2 separate regions of the Mus musculus genome follow, and region 1 is linked to region 2. Evidence: chromatin contacts called from public HiChIP or PLAC-seq data. All regions are on one chromosome and are shown on one strand. The core of a region is the stretch at or near the end of the contact, and the rest is flanking DNA. Distances in the headings are between cores, read along the strand shown. Region 1 has its middle 7.3 kb from the start of Gm33224. Region 2 overlaps Cd247 (CD247 antigen).

What was found. HiChIP or PLAC-seq counts read pairs in DNA pulled down with a chosen protein or histone mark.
Region 1: a contact with region 2 is called in an HNF4G HiChIP or PLAC-seq map of pancreatic cancer cells. The contact joins two enhancer-like sites. A contact is called at or near these places in 6 of 484 Hi-C or Micro-C datasets (CD8 T cells, bone marrow-derived macrophages, embryonic fibroblasts and 2 more), 4 of 115 datasets of contacts at active chromatin or transcription factors (the SCID.adh cell line, effector CD8 T cells, embryonic stem cells and 1 more) and 2 of 9 other capture datasets (adipose tissue and embryonic stem cells).

The regions. Positions count from the first base shown.
Region 1 is chr1:166,038,684-166,044,947 of GRCm38.p6, reverse strand. It overlaps the pseudogene Gm7626. Among named protein-coding and RNA genes, the nearest start is that of Gm33224, 7.3 kb to the left of the region's middle. Within about 2 kb of position 3,962, at least 4 of the 459 cell types and tissues checked have an H3K27ac peak or open chromatin away from gene starts, as enhancers often do. A contact at or near this core is called in pancreatic cancer cells, where this site is marked.
Region 2 is chr1:165,840,432-165,847,162 of GRCm38.p6, reverse strand. The region is part of intron 1 of Cd247 (CD247 antigen); the gene reads right to left. It overlaps Gm32999 (a long non-coding RNA gene), which reads left to right. Exons shown (of 3, transcript XR_003948767.1): 2 at 922-1,064. Among named protein-coding and RNA genes, the nearest start is that of Gm32999, 5.3 kb to the left of the region's middle. Within about 2 kb of position 1,607, at least 160 of the 459 cell types and tissues checked have an H3K27ac peak or open chromatin away from gene starts, as enhancers often do. A contact at or near this core is called in pancreatic cancer cells, where this site is marked.

The DNA.
Region 1 (6,264 bases), core at 2,713-5,212, 200 kb before region 2:
GCCTGTCCATCAGCCCATTCTGTGCCCCCTTTAACCTTCCTCAGCTGCATCCAAGAGTCCCTTCCAGGAAAATGACAGCTGGCTAGGGTCATGGAGGAGGCTGACCTGAACAACCCCCCACGCCCCCCAAATGGGACTTTTTCAGATCTTAGAGAGAAACCACCACAACCAAGAGAAGCCAAGGAGATGTAGCAACTAAACACAGCATGCTGGAACAGGGAGGGACCTGGGGCAGCAAAGGCTACGCTGGGAAAACAGGAAACCCAAAGAGATCGTGGGGAGAGTGTGGACTTTTATTAATAAAAATGTATTAGAACTGGGTCATTCATTGTGGCAAATGTAAAATGTCAACTAGAGGGGAAATTGGGCCGGCGTAGGGAAACTCAACAGTGCTTTCAGTTATTTCCTATCAATCTAAAAGATCCTGAAAGAAACCGTTTTAAAAAATGTGAAGTATTAATAGTGTAGATTAAAAAATGAAGACTTTTTTTCTGGGGAGGGCCACATTAAGGATGCTGTCACTGAAAAATGATATAGGTGCCAGCTAGATAGCTCAGTGGGTAGAAGTGTTTGCCACCAAGGCAGACGACCTTCGTCTGATCTCTGGGGCTCACACAAGCTTGCTCATGGTCTGAGTATGTAATCTCCCCACCCCCACCCCACCCCCTTACATATACACGAAGTAAATGTAATGTTTTGAGATTAAATTATATTTTATTTGTAAGAAGCAAGGTTGAGATGCTGTTTCAGTGATAATTTTCATTAATTCACTCACTGAACCATTCAACTGTGGGCGTTTGGTTTGTGTGTGCTTGGACCAGGGTTTTATGCTGAGAGTATGTGGGAGACAAAAGCTGCATCCTACAGGCAGGAAGCAGCTGGTGGCTGATGGCGAGCTGACTCACGAGCCCACAGTTGCCTTTGTTTTGTTTTGTTGTGCCAGGGAATGAAGCTGGGGCCTTGGACATGCTATGTACTAGGTAAACACTTGCTAAGTCACAAACCTATCCCACAAGCCTGACACAGTTACTGGGTGGGGGATGGGAGACATTAAACCCAGAGTGTAGTGATGACACAGAGGAGGAAACACCCTGCTACTGATTAATCAGTGCTGCACTGTGCAGTATCTTAAGTTGACAGTGTAAGGTTGAGAGTATAAACCTTGGAGTGGGACAATACTGATGATAAAAGTAACACAGAAGGGGCGGGGCGGAGCGCAGCCGCGCTAGCTAATTGAGCCTGAAGCAGCCGCGGGGATGGACGTGTTTCTTATGATCCCGCGCAAGACCACCATCTTTAAGAACATTAAGGAAGCTAGAGCACCCTGTTGGAACTGGAGCGCATCTCCTCGAGGGCATCCTCAAGCGGCCGCCAGAGGAGCAGCGACTTTACAAGGACGACCAGCTTCTTGATGATGGAAAAACTCCGAGTGTGGCTTCACTAGTTAGACAGCATGGCCACAGGCGCCAGCCACAGTGGACCTGGCCTTCCGAGCAGATGACACCTTCGAAGCTCCGCGCGTCAAGCCCTTCTCAGCCCTCCAGAGCTTCCAGATGTGATGAAGCCACAGGATTCTGGAGATGGTGCCAATGAGCGAGCTGTGCAGTGAGGGCCCCAGGTCCGCCCCTAGAGACCCATTCCCCCAATTAAAAAAAAAAAATTGGCTGTCTAAAAGAAATAAAAAGGGAACACAGTGCCAAGCTCAGGGTCAATTGGCTTCTAGTAGAATGAAGTCTTGTTGGGGAACAAGGACTACTGCATGCACGTGTGTCCATTGTTCTATCTAGTCTTCCCATACAGTCTAAGGAGCAGACACTGCCATCTTCTGCCGTTTTGGGGGTGAAGGTATGGGGATACTGACACTTTACTCATAGAAACCAGTTAACGTCAGGGCCAGGACAGAACCTAGCTCATCTCCAGAGTCTGTGCCTTGAACTTCTCTGAGTTCTCTGCCCTGAATGCCTCCTGAAGGTTGAGTATGAACCAGCAGGTGAAGTGGTCATAATAAGTCTTATTTGATAGGCTAGACCTCAGCAAATGTCCTTTCGATATAAGTTTGAGGTCAGAACTTGGTAAAATGAATTGATTAAGGGGCCCAGGAAAGGCAGCTCTAGTGCCTACACTACAGATTCTATACTGAACAGAGTTCAGTAGAAACCGTCTCACTGTATTTGGGTGTCTATGACAAAATACCCTAGGCTGGACACTTTCCTTCCACAGTTCTAGAGGCTGTGAGGTCCAAGAAGAGATTGCTGGTAGATCTGCCGTCTGTCGAGGGCTCTCTTTCTTTCTAGCTTTCTTCACATGGTGGAGAGCAGAGAGAAGAGGTGAGCCTTCTTAGATCTCTTCCTAGAAGGGCACGAATCCTTTTCCTGAAGGTTCCACTCTCATGATCCAAGTTCTTCTCAAAGTCCTCATGATACCATCATACCAGGAGTTAGGTTTCAACACATAAATGGGTACAGCACAAATATCTATAGCAGTCCATCTTTGCTTCCTCACCCCAAATTCATATCTTCTTTATGTAGAAAATACACTTTTATATCATCCCAGTGATTTCAGTATCACCTCTATAGTCTTATGTCTCATCTAAATATCATTTTAATCAGGCATATGGATAATATTTGTGATGCAATTCATTCTGAGAGACAAAATTCTTCTCTAACTGTGAACATGTCAAATCAAAGAAGTTGGTGTTTCTCAAACACCAGTGGTTGAATGGGTTGGCAAGACTTTATCACTCTGAAGGGGTCAACCCTAAATATTAAAAAAAAAAAAAAAAAAAAAAAAAAAGCTGATTAGTCCTAAGAAATTCAGACATGCCAGGCAAATCCTATGAAATTTTGGTTTTGGTTTGGTTTTCAAGACATGGTTTCTCTATGCAGCCTTGGCTGTCCTGGAACTCACTCTGTAGACCAGGCTGGCCTTGAACTCAGAGATCCATCCACCTGCCTTGGCCTCTTGAGTGCTGAGCACTGGAATTAAAAGGTGTGTGCCACCAAAGCCCAACAGATCCTGTGAAATGCAAATCCTATGAAAAGTTAAGGCTCTGGAAACATCCTCTTCTGCTGGGTGATCAGCTCCCCCAGCCCAGGAGTAGCTCCTGGCTCTCAGGACTGAGCTGTCCCATGATGCTGTTGCAGGTTCCTGCTCTGTAGAGTCTAGAGTGTGGGGATAGGCTTCCTTCCCTTGCCTTTAAGAACAAGACACTTACAGCCTTCCTTTGTTCCATCCACTTTGGCTGTTTCTTTTGGTGCCTGCAGGCAGTTCCTTTGCTGTAACCCCACCTCTCTCTCTGACTTCTGATGAGGTGCAAATGTTTCACATTTATGCCAGTCTTTCCAGGAAATGGCTAGCCTGACTATTCTTCTGTTCTCTTCCCAGTACTTTCCCATTTGTGTGTGTGCTCCGGACAGGCTGAGAATTATTTCACATCTGATCTCTTAATTCCTTTTGCTTAACAATTCTGTGCTCGGGTCACTTGCTTGCCCCTGCATTTTACCATAGGCACTGAGAAGGAGCTAAGCACCACTCCAGCCCTACACTTAGCTGTCTACTCAGCTAAACGCCCAGCTGCTTCCTTTGCAATCTCTACCTTCCACTAAACACCAGAATGTGAACAAAATTCAGCCAAGTTCTTTGCCACCTTGTGCCCGGGATGTTCTTTCTTCCACTGTCCCAACAGCAGGCATCGTTCCTTGGAGACATCTGAATGGGGACAAGGCTCCACCACATGTGCTTTTGGAGGCTACTCTTTATATAGAAACCATAGCAAACCTGAGACAAACCGGGATATAGTCATAGAACAGTCTGAATGAGAAGGAACAAGAACCTAAACCTCCCAGCGGCAAAGGGGAGAGAAGGGCAGATCAGAGATACCCTGGGGAGTTCCTGAGGCCTGGTTACTGATAGGGCCAGGGGGTCTAGGTGATTATTAGAGCTTTGTGGGTAAAAAGGATCGTCATCCAAATACACTAAGCAAGAGTGATTCATAATTACTCTAGCTGGAAAAACAAGGACAGAGGTGCAGCCATAAAACAGGCATTCCATAAAAGTTGTTTGGGAATGAAATCCATTCTATGGAGAAGGTGCAGCAGTTGGTCATCAGTCTTGTCTTCCATGGCTCTGTATAGCTGGCTACTTAGAACGTCTCTTCTCACAGTTGTTCCCCCTTAGATTTTGTGATCTTATGACATATGTGACTTTCCATCTCTATGCCATTATTCCTGTGTGCACCTTAACTTCCACTTCTTCCTTACTACTAAGTAAGGAAGTAAGACTACTAAGTAAGTCTTTCTGAATCAATATTTTGGCTTTTGAAAGGGGAGTCTCAACCAGTTAACATGTTGTCCATTGTTCCTGTGAGGCAACATTCTCAGTGGATCCATTGCAGATTGTCTGGTTCAGTTATAGTCAAGGATGCTAAGGGGACAGGTATCTGTTCAGGACCCCGAGACCCAAGTTTTTAACACCAAAGAGATTTATTTGCCCCCGAGGGACAGAGGTCAGAGAATAAAAAAACAAAGATGGGATATAGAAGGAGATGGAGAAAGGGAACAAGGGATAGGGTTACTTGTCCTGGAGGGGGACAAAGGACTGCCTCTGGATAGAGAGGAGACAGATGTGACCCATAGGAAAATGGTAGTCTATAATGGCACAGGGGAAACCCTGTGTTATGACGAGGTGTTTAATTTTAACTGGCCATGTTAATTAGGTAAGCTAAAAGGGATTGTGATTGCTGGACTTCAGTACTTTGATAGCTGGACCTCCGTAGTCAACCTCAGGAGGAGGAAGTGGCCAAATAAGGGAATAGATTTCAGTGCCTAGCTTTAGGCATATCATCTAATGGTTTTTAGGAAGGCAGAGAGAATGGGGAGAAGGGCAAGGCCTGCCAGAGCCATGCTTGCCAAGTTAGGGCTGGCTCGAGTCACTTCAGAGGCAAAGTCACATGTACATAAGATAAACCCTTTCTAACCTGGGCGATTCTGAGAGAGGTGTCAGCAAAAGGAAATGACTGGCAGAGGATAAGAAGCTAAATGGAGGCATTTTAGGCCCATGGAAGTGGATGTAATAGGAAGACCAACTCAGAGGAAACTGGAGTTCATGTCTGGCATTCAAGAGGTGTCAGCTGTGGGTGGGAGAATGCACAGAAAAGCATCAGAATGGCCATGGTACCTCTGAAGATGAGAAGGCTGAGATGAAATTGCTCTGATTCCTTGTCCTTTTCCACAGAGGGACAGAGATTTCTTCCCCAAATTGGCCAAGGATTCATCATATTAGCAGGTAATGGCTCACATTTCTCTATATATACTATTACAGCAATACTCCCTGTTCTTTCTAAGGCACAGGACTCTGTCTGGTAGTGTCCACTGATTGACCTGAGACAAATACGGTGTGATGCTCATAGACACAACTCCCTGTTGATCCCTCAATGACAAACTGACAACACAGGTAGTATTCTAGGGTATTGTCCTGAGAGATTATGTAAGCAATGGATTCCAATCTGAAAAAACAAACCACTACACGTTTGCAAATGAGTTTGGGCTCTTTTTCGTTCCCCTTCTTCCAGCTGGTCCCTCTCCTAAGAGTATATAATTAGCAGTAAAGCCAATACGATCCCCACCCCCAGCTAATCCATAAGCTGTTTGGCAGCATATTGTATGCCTGATAGCAGTCCTTGAGCAACGCCCACTCACAGTTTGGAAGGCACCTTCATTTCCTCACACCAGTCCAGGAATAATGACTGTTGGTAGCTAAGTATGTCTCTCTGTTTTAAGAGCAGACCCAATCAGTACAAACCATCCATCCTCATTACATAACCTAAGAGTCCATTCTCAGAGCCTGCTGAAGTGGGGGCTATGCTGGCTGGTTTTATGTCAACTTGACACAAGAGAGAGTCATCTGAAAGGAGGGAACCTCAACTGAGAACACACCTCCATCAGATTCAGCTGTAAGGCATTTTCTTAATTAGTGTTTGATGGGGGAGGACACAGTCCATTGTGGGTGGTGCAACTTCTGGGCTGGTGGTCCCAGGTTCTATAAAAAAGTAAGGTGGGCAAGCCACGATGAGTAAGCAGCATCCTTTTGTGGCCTCTGCATCATCTCCTGCCTCCAGGTTCTGGCCCTGTTTGAGTTCCTATCCTAACTTCCTTCAGTGATGCACTAGGATATGGAAATGTAATCCAAATATACCCTTTTCTCCCCAACTTGCTTTAGTCATGGTGTTTCATCACAGCAACAGGGGACAGGACTGGTTGCTCACCA
Region 2 (6,731 bases), core at 358-2,857:
CTAAACAGGATTTGCCATTTCTCTGAGCTCTTGTTTCATAGAAAACCTTGGTGTGCAGAGATGTGTACACAGAAATGACCGTTGCATCATTACCCTCAGAAGAAGGAAAAAAAACATGAAGATAACAGAAATGTCTACTTACCAGGAGTGAAAAATTACAATGTCTTTCTATAGTAGTTGTATATGCCTACAAGAGCCTGGGGTGTAGCTCAGGGGGCAGACTGATTGCCAGGCATTCACAGAACCCTGAGTTCAATATACAGTACATGTAATCCCCTCACTGAGAAGCTAGGGACCAAAGGATGTGAAATTCCAGGCCAGCCTGGGCTACAAGAAACCCTGTCTGAGGAGAGGGAAAAAACCCACCTCTCACTGACAATAGAGAACTCCCTCTGACTGTGCTAGAAAGATCTCTGAGAAAATTTGGTTAAAAAGAGCAGCCCTGTACACTCTAGAGTTACTATACAAACTAATTTATATAAAAATTAGAAACATATAGGCTACATAGGTATATGTGTGCATTAAAGTGTATCTAGATGCAGCTTTGCTCGGGATGACGAAAATGGTGGAAATAAATAGTAGCAATGGTTGTGTGGCATTGTGGGTATTCTTGACACTCTGACACACTAAAGATGGAGCTGGGACATAGTAGAGAGTGCTTTCCTAGTGTGGTCAGGGCCCTGTGTTTAGCCACCAGCACTGCCTCTACCCCCCAAATATAGAAGAATGAAGTTAAAATACATATATCCTGAGACTCAAAAAATAAATAAATAAAATAGAACACTAGGACACCAGGGTTCATTGGGGAGATGGCTCAGCAGGGAAAGGATTTACTGTTCAAGCCTGCGGACTTGAGGTCAGATTCCCCAGCCTTGCCATAAACGCCCTGTCAGTAGCCTGCATTTGTAATCCTGGTGGTAGGGTGGAGAAGCAGGAAGCAGAAGGACCCCAGGAGCTCCGGAGCCACATCAGTGACTCTAGGCTACGTGAAGATGGATGCCTTAAAACGGTGAAGCGTTGCAGACATGGACCTCTGACCTCTGGCACGGCACACACAAGACCAGGTACGCATGCATATTTCACACACAGATTTTTACTATGTACATTTCTAGTGCACATAGAAACGATGATTGCCGGCCACTGTTTCTGTGATCCAATGCTGTAGACATGAGCCGTGTTCACTGTACAAGCCCCCAATACACACTTAAAGCAACAGCAGGGCCAGGCAGGTGAGATGTGAAGCAGTCCTTCAAATCCAAGAGTCCCTTCAGCGGGTCCCACCCTTAGCCGGAATGGGGTGTTTCCTGGGTTCTTCCCGGGTTTCTGGGCCACAGACTGCTTAGGTTACCCAAAGAAGTCCAATGGAGCCAAGGGAACCAGGAAGGCTTCGTCTGGTCAACCTCTTCCTGGAGCTGATCTTGGTGGCCCGGTTGTTCAGGACACTGGATGCGGAGAGGTTTTACAGCACCCAGAGCCGGAGCTAAAACCAGGTTTCTATGCCTTAGCTTGCCTTCCTGCCTCTGGCAGCTCCCAGGGGCGGGGCTGTCAGTGGGGGACAGAGGCTGTCACGCGGGGACCCCCTCACACTGCAGGCTCTTTTCCTTCGTTGGCAGCGCAAAGTACTGATGAATCACGCTGTGGTTGTGTCACCCTGCCTTGCCCAGACTGGAGGCTGGGAGATAGCCTGCCATTCTGATTTTAGAGCGATTTTAGGCTGTAAAGAGGGGTCCATTCACCAACTACCCCGGAACCTCCTGCGGTGAAACCTGGGTGCGCCCAGCGGACACATTTGAAACTAGTTGCTGCTGGGCTTTTTTTTCCCCAACACCTCTTAGAGCCCTATCGTGCAGGAGTGCATAGTCAAAAGTGAAGATCAGTGAGCAGGGACATGGGGGGGGGGGGCGCTGCCCTACACTCCGCTGCTGTCCCGCCGGCTGCTGTGCGGTTACCGAAAGTCACCCCTCCTCCTTGGCCCGCAGCTGGCTCCCTGCTTGCTCGAGGTTTCCTGTCGAGCGTCGCCATCCCGGGCCGGGTTATCGCCAGTGATCTCCCATCTGAACCGCTCACACTCAGCCGCGGCCGCCCCCACTTGTGGTCCCTTTCCCCGGAACCGCACCGCCCCCGGACCTTTCGCAGAGCCTCCAGCCCGGGAGCACTGGGGGGGGGGGGGGCAGCTGGGGAGGGGCTGCTTTCTGACATCGGGGAGCGGCTGTCCAGGTGTCTCCCCTCTGAAAGTCAAGGAAAGGGCTAGTCCCCTGTCTGGGTTGGGGACTGTGGCCACACGCACGCCTGTCCATGGTGGCACGGGCGGGGACCAGGGGCCGGTTTCTAAGCTCAAGGCTGTGTGGGCTGAAACTGGTAGGTGGAGGGCTGGTCCCCGCCCCAAAGCACCCTCCACTTCCCTCCCTGAGAGAGCGGGAGGGGGCGGAGCGGGGGATGGGGGGGGGGAGAAAGGCTCTCTATTCTCGCACAGGGGGACTCCAAATGTCGTCAAAACTAACACTCTCAGAATGAAGGGCTTTCGTTTCGCGAAGCCCCGTCAGCTCTGAGCTCTGGGGCTTTCCTGGCTCACATATCCAGCAGGTGGAGAGTCACCGATTTTATTACGTGGGACATTCCGGTGTGGCTTATTGGGAGAATAAACTGGAATGTGATATGCCCAGGGTTGTGTGGCCTCCCATTCGCGGCAGGAATGAGGAGGTAGGCGCTGCTGAAGAGTCAGTGGTTATCCCGTTATTGGCCTAGGCTGGAATTAGTGAGCTGAGCTCATCAGCTCTCGTGAGAATGTGCTCAAGAAAAACTACAGATATACATAATTAACAACAACAAAAACAATAGAGTGGATGAGCTAGCTCCAGGGGTATGGAGGTACTCTGTTTGCCTTTGAGCAGAGCCCACCAAGTCAGCTAAAGGGTTGTAAAGTCTTGGTTTGGGTCTTGCATTGGAACCATTTGTGCCTCCAAAGGTGGAGTATTCAAAACTGGTTCCTCGTGTTGTCATGGCTAATATTCTTTGGGAAGCACAGCCTTCTGAGGTGGACTATCTGGAAATGTCTATAAATATAAATATATCCACACAACCCCAGCGTTTGCCGACATACAACTTTCCCAGGGACGGCAGCCTCAACCGGAATTAGAGCCACACTCTCGCCCTTTGTTGGATAAACTCAAGAGAACCATGGCTTTGGCATTGTAAGGGTGTCACATTCTGTCTTGTCAGTGTGGACACTGTAGTGCGTACCTTTATGAAACACACAAAGAAGGTTCTAGAATGTTCTGTTCTCTTTCCAGCCTCACTTTCCTCCCATGATGCCACTCTCTGAGGACCAGCTGGGAGGTTGCTAGTGACTACCCTGGGAGACACCCCACCCACCTGTGTCTTGGGGGATTCTGAAACAGGTGCAAGATGCCAGCCTGCTTAGGGGCAGAAGTGAGTGTCATGATCTATTAACCCTGTGGGTGTCCTTGTTCTTGGTTCGAAGCCATAAGCCACTCTGGACAATTTAGAAACTCAACAGATTGCTTGAGGCAGGAGTGGAGGGGGTGAGGGAGTGGGGGAGGTGAGGGGTGGGGGCGGGGGAGTGAAGAGGGTGTTAGGGTGGAAATAAGTTAGGAAACCATGCAAGCTGTGGCATATTCGTCTTCCTTTTCAGTTACTTTGTCACAGAGAACAACCCTAAGGCCCCTGCAGACTAGAATGACAGCGAAGACAAAAAGAATGAAAAAAAAATTTTTTTAAATAAATTTTAAAAAAAACTGCCGCTGCCAGAATGAAGCTGGAATCTTTCCCCCTGCCTAGACCCAGCTGATTTAAGGACTGAGAGCAAACCCCAAGGTATCTAACAACCCAGGAAAGGCCCTGCTTTGTGGTGAAGGCAGGAGCTCTTGAGTGCTGGCCCTAGTGCTCTCCACAGATCCTGCCTGTGTCCACCAAACCCCAAGCTTTTACAGCCTTTCTCAGCTTTCCAGTTCCACTGAGGATCCCTCCCCCAGAAACTCCAGCCTACACCAACCTCAAAAGTATCCATGTTCTATTCTCAGTGCAAAGAACCAGGTATTCTACACTGCTCAACAAACTCCATGTTGCCCAGGACAAACCCCGTTGTTAATTCTTTCCTCTCTACCTGGTGGGAAGCCAGGTTTTAGGCAGCCCCTCCCCCCACCTCATGAATAACATAATTGCTTAGATAATTAGGAGACTGATTGATTGGCTAAAGGTCATTAGTGCTATAAAATAAAGGAACCTTGTGGCTTACATTTCAAAGAGCCATTGTGTGAGAAGAGCAAACCTGTCCCTCCCACTCCCACCCCACTCCACCTCTACACCCCCACCACCACCACCATGTGGGAGCTTTGGCCAAAGCTAACACTCAAAGTGTGTGACCTTTGTAAAGTTATTTCCCCCTGTTTTTTTTTTTTACTCCTAAATAAGTTGTTAACCTAGTAACTTCTCTGGTTCACTCCTGTTGGGTCCAGCTCTGGGATCCCAGGTTCAAAGCTAATCATCAGGAGAAAAATTGCTTACGATTGCTTGTGGTTACAGAGTGTCAGATTCCCAAACTGCCCTTCACTTTCCGCTTTGATCCAGGAGTTGCAGGCTTTGTCAGGGGCTTGACACTCTGAGCTTGTCCGTTCTAGTCCTAAGGAAGATTGACCGGTCCTGTTTTCCCAGGTCAGACCCAGGCTGTGATCATGCCTCTGCCCTGCTTTTGACACAGGCCCAGGTCCTGTTGGGGCAGCATCCTTCTGATGGTTAATCAAAAAAGCAACCCCAGAGTTCATCTGGAAGGAGCTGCCAGCCTTCCAGGGAAGATCAGCCAACCGTTCTTAGCTTGCCAAAACCCTCATCTTTCAATATTCAGCACAAACGTCACCCGCTCTCGACGCATTGCTGTGCTGTGTTCAAGCAGGATGGGTTTTAGTGGGGATCTGTTTCTATTCTACAGGGTGACCTAGAAGTCAGAAGTCCTGGGGGTAAATTTACTGTTAAACAGGATAACAGTTTAGCTGGCTGGCCGCTGTGCACCTGCAGACCCAGCAACTCAGGAGCAGAGGCAGGAAGAATACTGGCGTCCTGCAGTTGAGTCTGGCCTGACTCAAAACAAAATATACAAGATTACTTTCAAATAAGATATTCAAATTTAAACTGTAGAAATGGATAGAATTGGTGATCGTATCAAAACAGGTATATATATATATATATATACATATATACACATATGTATCCATATATATATATATGTATATATATCCTCCATTATATGTCCATTTCTTATGAAAGGCCTGTAATTTTTAGGTTTTGTTTGTTTGTTTGTTTGGTTGGTTGGTTGGTTTAGTTTGGTTGTTCCATAGTAACAATTGTGTCCATCGTTTTAAGGTTAGAGGGTCTGAGAAGGTGTCTGGAGGGTTAAGGAAGACCTATGGGGCCTGTTATTCCAAATGTAGCTAGTGTTCTGTTCGTCGATTTTCCGTGCTAAAGCAATGAGCCCAAAACCTCTTGTGTGCCAAGCTCCATTTTAAAAATAAGTTTGGTCACATTTTTAAATTTTTTCTGACACTCTGCTGTTCCGGGCCCATTTTTCACTAATGATTTGAAGAGAAGGCTCCCTTGTTTTTTAAACAAAACAAAACAAAACAAAACACAACACAACAACAACAAACCCCTGAGAACTCTGCAAGGTCGGAGACCTTTTATTTACTTTCTGTCACTAAGAGCCAGTGTGCTGTGGGGGGCCATAGTAGTGTGAGACCTCCTGTGCTTTATACCTGTATCCTTGCTTTGGGGCTGAGCCCATTGCGACGACTCCCATCCTTCCTGTGCTATCAGCTCTCTGTGCCCGGACTTCCCAAAAACGTTTGACAAGACGAAGAGAAATGCAGCTTCAGAAAAATATGCCCGGTGCACAGCACGGTGTAGAAAAGAGACCCAGTTTTTCCCTTAGTCCTGCCGCCTGCGGTGACTTTTTTCTGACTTCAGAAGGCCGGGCCGCTTTGCTGGGGCACAAAGCACTCGCATTTCCCAGCCTGGGGATGCTAGGGTGAGTGAGGCTGTCCGAGCCGCGCGACTTCTCAATCCTTTCCTGGAGGTGTGTTTGTCAGTCTGGCAACCCTCGGGTGCCCAGCCCACGCCCGGCTAGCACCCGCCTGTGACGTACTTCGCGTGGATCAAAGGCCCGCAAAGCCCTCCGCGCCTGCAGCCGCCACGATGAGGACTCACAGGGAGCGGATTGCTTGCGGGTAGGGGAGGTGGTGGGCGGACCTTTGTGGCTGCTCTGTCCCTGAGATGGAGGGCACCCTGCTGGCCGCCACACCCAGCCTGGCTCAGGGTAGGTTGGCCAGCCTAGGGCAAGCCACACTGATCAACCTGGGGTGCTCTTGGAGAGTCCAGGACGTCTCCAGGACATCTCACCAGGATGGCCAGAGACCCATGAGAGCCATGGGCTGCATCTTAGAGCTATTTCTGCCGAGTCCAAATCTATGTAACATTTTCTACGGAAAAACAAAACAAAACAAAATCCCTCAAACACTAACGGTGCTTTCAGCTCTGGCTCGTGAAAATATGGGTTATCTGGTTGTTCTTTGCCGTCTCTTATTACCCAGCTTCTACAGTGCATACAAATACATAATTTTGAAATGAGAGAAAAAAAGTCACTTTACACCTCTCACTAATCAGACCTTCCTCCACTAACCTCCAGCTCTATCAATTCTCAGTTAACATTAGGTCTTTGACTA